Linked DNA regions of Lactuca sativa: region 1 is linked to region 2. Evidence: chromatin contacts called from public Hi-C data. All regions are on one chromosome and are shown on one strand. The core of a region is the stretch at or near the end of the contact, and the rest is flanking DNA. Distances in the headings are between cores, read along the strand shown. Region 1 holds the start of LOC111894658 (zinc finger CCCH domain-containing protein 64). Region 2 holds the start of LOC111911579 (CRM-domain containing factor CFM3, chloroplastic/mitochondrial).

Region 1 (2,953 bases), core at 231-2,730, 260 kb after region 2:
CTTCTAGTTTCCTAATTCTTCAATCGATCATGCCATGTAATATGTAGATTTTTACTTTTTCTGCGTACTTTCTTGATGATCATTATAATGATTCATAAATTAATTTAATATGCATCAGGATAGCCAAGAATCATTCAGATCAATCGCCAGATTGTATTGCAGAGGAGCAGCCAGAGCTCTTTTGGTTTATGGCATCAACATGTAGCTATCAAATCATATCATATGTAACGGTTTTCGTATATACAAGTTGAAGTTGTATTCATTATCTATTTTGTTTAACTGATTTCATGAGAAAAATATTCAATCATATAGTTGGATGGTTTTAAGATGCAAGACAATATGTCAATCCCAACATGACAATCATAGGTCTCCAACCACTATTTCTGCCAAGAGTAGAACATTGATTGTTTCGTAGAAAAAGATGAATCTTTTGCTTTTTTTTTTTAAAAAAAATTAAAGATCATTGGTTATTAATCATTTAAAATAAAAATAATTGACATATTGGATCTCATATTTATAATACGTCTCTAACGCGTTGTTTCTGGGTTCTACTTAAGGAGAGATACGGATTGATATAGAGGGAAAGTGAGGGATGTCAAAGGAAAATCGTGTTCCAAAGTTTCATTAATGGAAGGAAAGTGAGGGGAAAGAAAGGATTTCGGAGCCATATTTTACTTCGAAATTAGGCAAATTTTGGAAGAAAGTGAGGAAAAAGAAAATCTTTAAGTTTATTTTCTTTTTCCTCTTACCTTGGGAACACAAAAACTTAAAATTTTTCTTTTATTTCATTCAAACTAGAAAACATGGAATAAATTCTTTCCCATCCCTTTCTTTCTCTCAATATTTTACTTTCCTTTACTTTATTGAATTAAAAAAAAATACCTAGGGACAAGGCTAAGCTTATGTTAACAACTAGTTATGAGACCCACGTATTACATGGGTTAATTTAAAATATATATATATATATATATATATATATATATATATATATATATATATATATATATATATATATATATATATATATATATGAAGGTTTAAATAATTGGGAACTATGAATTTATAATAAAATAAAAAAAAATAATGAATTATTAAAATTAAATTTTTTATCTTTTAAATTTAAACAAATAATTTAAATAAATATACAAAATAAACAATGAACTTTAATTTAAAATTTTCAAAAGTAGAATGTAAGTTTATTAATGAAATTGATATTTATTTATTATTATATTTATTGCAATTATTACATTAAAGTATTATATAAAATTTAATAAAATAAAAAACTCATAAAATAAGATGTGAAAAAAAATTAATTCAAAATTATCACAAATTAACATTTATGAAAAAAAAAAAAAACATGTTATGGCAAAACAATTCTTTATTTATTCGGGACGACGTATTTTTGTATGGAAGCCCATTTTCAACTCAAAGCTTTATAAGAAGTTTGATTTTGCTTATTGGGCCATTTGGCCCAAATGAAAAGCTCAACTAAAGCTCCATGGGCCAACCGCCGCCGATGATCTCAAACTCTCCTCCGGTCTCCTTCTCTATCCCTCTAATGGCGCCTCCAAGGATTCTATTGACTGGAGATCCCCTTGGCCACCTAAATCAGCTCTTCAAACGCGTTTCGTCGGTATATATACAAACACAATCATTTATATGTTAATATGCGTAAGAATTGATATTAAGTTTTTTGAATTTTGCACTTTGTTTTGTGGTTTTAGGTTAATAAATCAACCGGTCCATTTGATGCCGTATTATGCGTCGGGCAGTTCTTCCCGGAATCGTCCGAGCATTTGGAGGAGCTGACTGAGTACGTAGAAGGTCGGAAGAATATCCCGCTACCGACCTATTTCATCGGCGATTATGGAGCTGGAGCTGCCAAGGTCCTATCAGCTGCTGCGAAGGAGTCTGGTAATCAAGGGTTTAAGATGGATGGCTTGAAGATTCGGGATAATTTGTACTGGTTGAAAGGCAGTGGCAAGTTCACACTCCATGGTATGTTTTTGATTGTTAGAATGCATAATAAATCTATAATGCAATAGAAATGTACTTGTTATCTTCCAACTTCTTTTCGTTTCAGTAGTTACCTAACTGTGATTGCTGATTACCGTACTCATATCTAGGTTTATCTGTGGCATACTTGTCCGGTAGGCGATCACCAAGTGGTCTAATTTATGGAACTTATACTCAAGATGACATCGATGCTCTGAGGGCATTAGCTGAAGAACCTGGAATCATAGACATATTCCTCACATATCCTTCTTACCTCTTTCACTCCATTCTATTTCTTATAGTTACATGGGTGATGAGTTTATATCATAAGGTTTCATTTCCTTAACTACTACTTACTAATGAATGGCCCGATGGAATCTTGAATAGAGCTTCAACATCCAATATTCCTCCAGGAATATCAGATTCCACAGGTAGTGATGCTGCAATATCAGAGCTAGTTGCAGAAATCAAACCCCGGTAAGTTTAAAATTCAAATCTTACAAGTTTATTTATGGTTGATCTCAATTACAGTTGCTCTTATGGTCTATGGTCTATGGTAGGTACCATGTTGCAGGATCTAAGGGTGTATATTATGCCAGAGAACCATATATGAATGATGATGCTGCACATGCAACCCGTTTTATTGGATTAGCCCCAGTAGGAAATGCATCTAAGCAGGTTGGTTTTACACTTTAGTCAACTATTTAACTATTATTAATCCTCATTTTCTTGCTATGTGTAAATTTCTCTCAGAAATTTATTCATGCAATTTCTCCAACTCCAGCATCTACCATGTCTTCTACTGAGATATCTACTAAACCACCAAACACCACCTTATCTCCATATACTCAAGCAGAACCAGAAAAAAGATCTGCTGAAAGTCTTTCAGATTCACAGTATTGGCGATATGATGTCTCAAAAAGACAAAAACTTGGAAGTGGTGAGAGTGATAAGTTGT
Region 2 (3,031 bases), core at 186-2,685:
TTTATCTTGTAAACCAGGTTTTGTCCCATACGGGAGAAGTCTAAAAGGACGTTTATACCCTTCAATGATAGAAGGAAGCAAATCGGCATCTACAGGTAGTGGCTCACGACCTGCCCAATCCCTAAACCTTGGGCCCAATTCATCTAAAACAAGATTCATTTCTTTCAAATCGAGTAATTCTTCTTCAGAAAGATCTTTAATATATTGTTCGGGATAATTCATTGATGATTTATTTTCTGTATCATTTGATTTTTGCTCTTTAAATGATTGTACGCATGGAAGCTTGTAAGCCATTCCTCTAAATAATACTACTGAACTGCCTGATCTAAATATCACTAAGCCGCCTGTTCTACTCTGTTAGAAAACAACTTATTTTAATAAAAATATTAATATATCGTAAGAATTGAATAAATTCGCAAAAGAATTGAATAAAGAAGAGGCTAATACTGACTTACTGACCTCTAAACTTTCATGGATTCTTTTCATGTTCATGGCTGAAGGTCCTTTAAATTTCAACTTCACAACTTCATCCATTTTCCATTTTTCATGAATTGAGTCGACCAGTTCTTGTGTAACCCCAGCTGCACCGACTCTAAATCTTTCCACCATTCTCCCTGCTTTGTTCCTCAATCTCCTCAATTCGAATTCTGGTATCAATTTATCTGCCATTGGTGTATTGCTACTACTCTGAAACAAATCTTTTCCTCTCTCCCATGGTACCCTCTCGATACTCTGAATTTCGCCATCGTTATTTGAATGTCTTTCGTCATCTCTAACAATAACCCTTGCGAGATTTCGTTTCTGCACAGAAACCCCAGCAATGATTGTGGTTCCACCATTGCTCTCAGAGTCGCTCAGCGACGACTCACTACCGGTTCTTGACTCGGGGAATACAAACCCGTCATCATTTTTACCTCCGTCAATATATTTTCGGGAATTCCCATCTTCAAAATCAATATTTTGTTTCTGGGGTTTAGTTTTTTGAATCCAAGGAGCAAGCTTTACGCTTTTGATAGAATCAGACCTAACTGAGTCGCCCACAAACGAGTTGCTATCGATGCGAGACTCTTCATCTTCTACGAATTTGGTTGAAATTTTCCGCTCTTGCTGTCGTCTTTCTTCGTTCTGCCATGGGAATTTCTCTCCCAATGAAGTGGGTTTCCGAGACCACTTTTCAAGAACTTGATCAGAAAAACTAGGTCTGGGTTTTCTTTGATTCTTCCTTTTGGGGTTAATTTGTTGGATCTCTAGTTGAATTGCTTGATTACAACAAAAAAATTTGAAGTTTGAAGAGTGAGTTCGAGAGAGTGTACGAATAGTAGTAGTTGCAGTAGTTGCAGTTGCAGTTGGTAAAATTAAATTAAGTGAAAATGGTGAAGATGTTGAAGAGGCCATTGCTGATGGATGAGATGAACACCTCATGAATTCTGTTTTTTAGGTACTTTACATCTTTAAATGTTCAAATGTACCCTGTGCAGTAGATGTTGTACCATTAATCCAGTGAGCTGATAAATTTTTTATGGGCTAGTTAACAAACTTATATGGGCTAAACCTTCTAAATGGGCCAACGGGCCAGTTGTTCTGGGCTGTCTTTATATATAATAAATTATCAAGAATGAAATGAATGAACCAACATATTATCAAGAATCAACCAGTGAGCATGATGGATTTTTTATGGGCTAGTGAAATCTACTCTTCTTCATTTAAAATGAAGTAATGAACCAAAAGTAATGAACCAAACATATTATCAAGAATAAAAACACAAAATTGTAAATTATATATATTATAAATTAAGGACGCTTATGCACAGTCAACTTTTGCTTTTCCAAATTTTGCCGTAGATGTTTGTGGGATTTGCAGTTTGGCCTCTACCCTAACATCCAATTAGGGTTTTACTTCTCGATCAGAACCAAATCCTTCCCTCCGACTCTCTCATTTAATATCTTCTCGTTCCCGGTTGTTCTAATTTTAACACAACAGATATTTCACCGCCTTAACATAGGTACAAATTTGAATCATCCCTTTCATCTATCTTCTAATAGTCCCTCTGCAACATCCTTCATTAATCTTCCGCCTCCTTGTCTTTTCTAGCAGTACCTGACGTAGCGGTTAACAAGCACCCCTAACCTTCATCGGACATCTTCAACAACCGGCGACGACTTCACAATTTTGAGGTTTTTAGCGTCGGTTGGGCGACGATGGCGATTCTACCGGATGACATTGGTCGGACAATCTGTTACCGATGGTGAGTCGCACACGGATTTGAGGTTATCTAAAACCGTTGAATCCACCATCTTCCTCCGGGGAGGAAAACGTCGACCTGATTAATGTTTCTTTTTTTTGTAGACATGTTGAAAGTTTGCCCATTCTTGATTGCTATTGCACGCATGAGAAGAGAATGTTGTGTTTCCGATCTTTCGTCAGTTTTTGATAAACTTTTTAATTCTTAACCAATTGAGGTGCATGCTCTTTTGGCTTATTTTTTTCCTAAAACTTATTTATATAATAACAAAATCATTAAACATAAACAATAAATAAAATACAAAAAACATTTTTTACATAATTTTATTTAAAATAATACAAAATGTATTTTACTTGTATTATAAAAAAAATACTTTTTTACAAACAATTTGTATGTATTTATTTTACGTAAAATATTTTTTTGACTTTAAAAAATACGTTTTTATAAAATATTTTTTTATGTATTTGAAATAATAATAATTAACACTACTCATAACATAAAAAATGTACAAATTCTTTTGGGTTATTAGTTCTAAAACCATTTTTCGGTTATATGTATTAAAAACAGCATAACAACGATTTTGTTAGGTATCTAAACAATTTATACGGTTTTTTATGTCAAAAATAGTGTTAATAAATGTTATTTCAAAAAGATATATAACTATGTATTTTCATCTTCATTTTAACCATACAATTTGTCAAAAGTCACAAAATTAATCCTTGTTAATCTTTTTATGCAAATGGTCTTTGTGGTTTGCAAAACTTGCAAAGTTGACCCTTTTTACTAACG

What was found. A called contact is a pair of places that touch in the nucleus more often than the background predicts.
Region 1: a contact with region 2 is called in a Hi-C map of leaf, with 7 times the contacts expected there. The contact joins the promoter of LOC111894658 here to the promoter of LOC111911579 in region 2. A contact is called at or near these places in 3 of 4 Hi-C or Micro-C datasets (leaf and seed).

What each region holds. Positions count from the first base shown.
Region 1 is chr8:133,295,653-133,298,605 of Lsat_Salinas_v11, forward strand. It overlaps LOC111894658 (zinc finger CCCH domain-containing protein 64), which reads left to right and starts at 1,481. Exons shown (of 8, transcript XM_052765993.1): 1 at 1,481-1,633; 2 at 1,725-1,998; 3 at 2,127-2,254; 4 at 2,351-2,472; 5 at 2,556-2,673; 6 at 2,749-2,953. The coding sequence starts at 1,499. LOC111894657 (a long non-coding RNA gene) reads left to right here. Exons shown (of 2, transcript XR_002851287.3): 2 at 119-307.
Region 2 is chr8:133,033,379-133,036,409 of Lsat_Salinas_v11, forward strand. It overlaps LOC111911579 (CRM-domain containing factor CFM3, chloroplastic/mitochondrial), which reads right to left and starts at 1,436. Exons shown (of 9, transcript XM_023907334.3): 1 at 460-1,436; 2 at 1-354. The coding sequence starts at 1,422.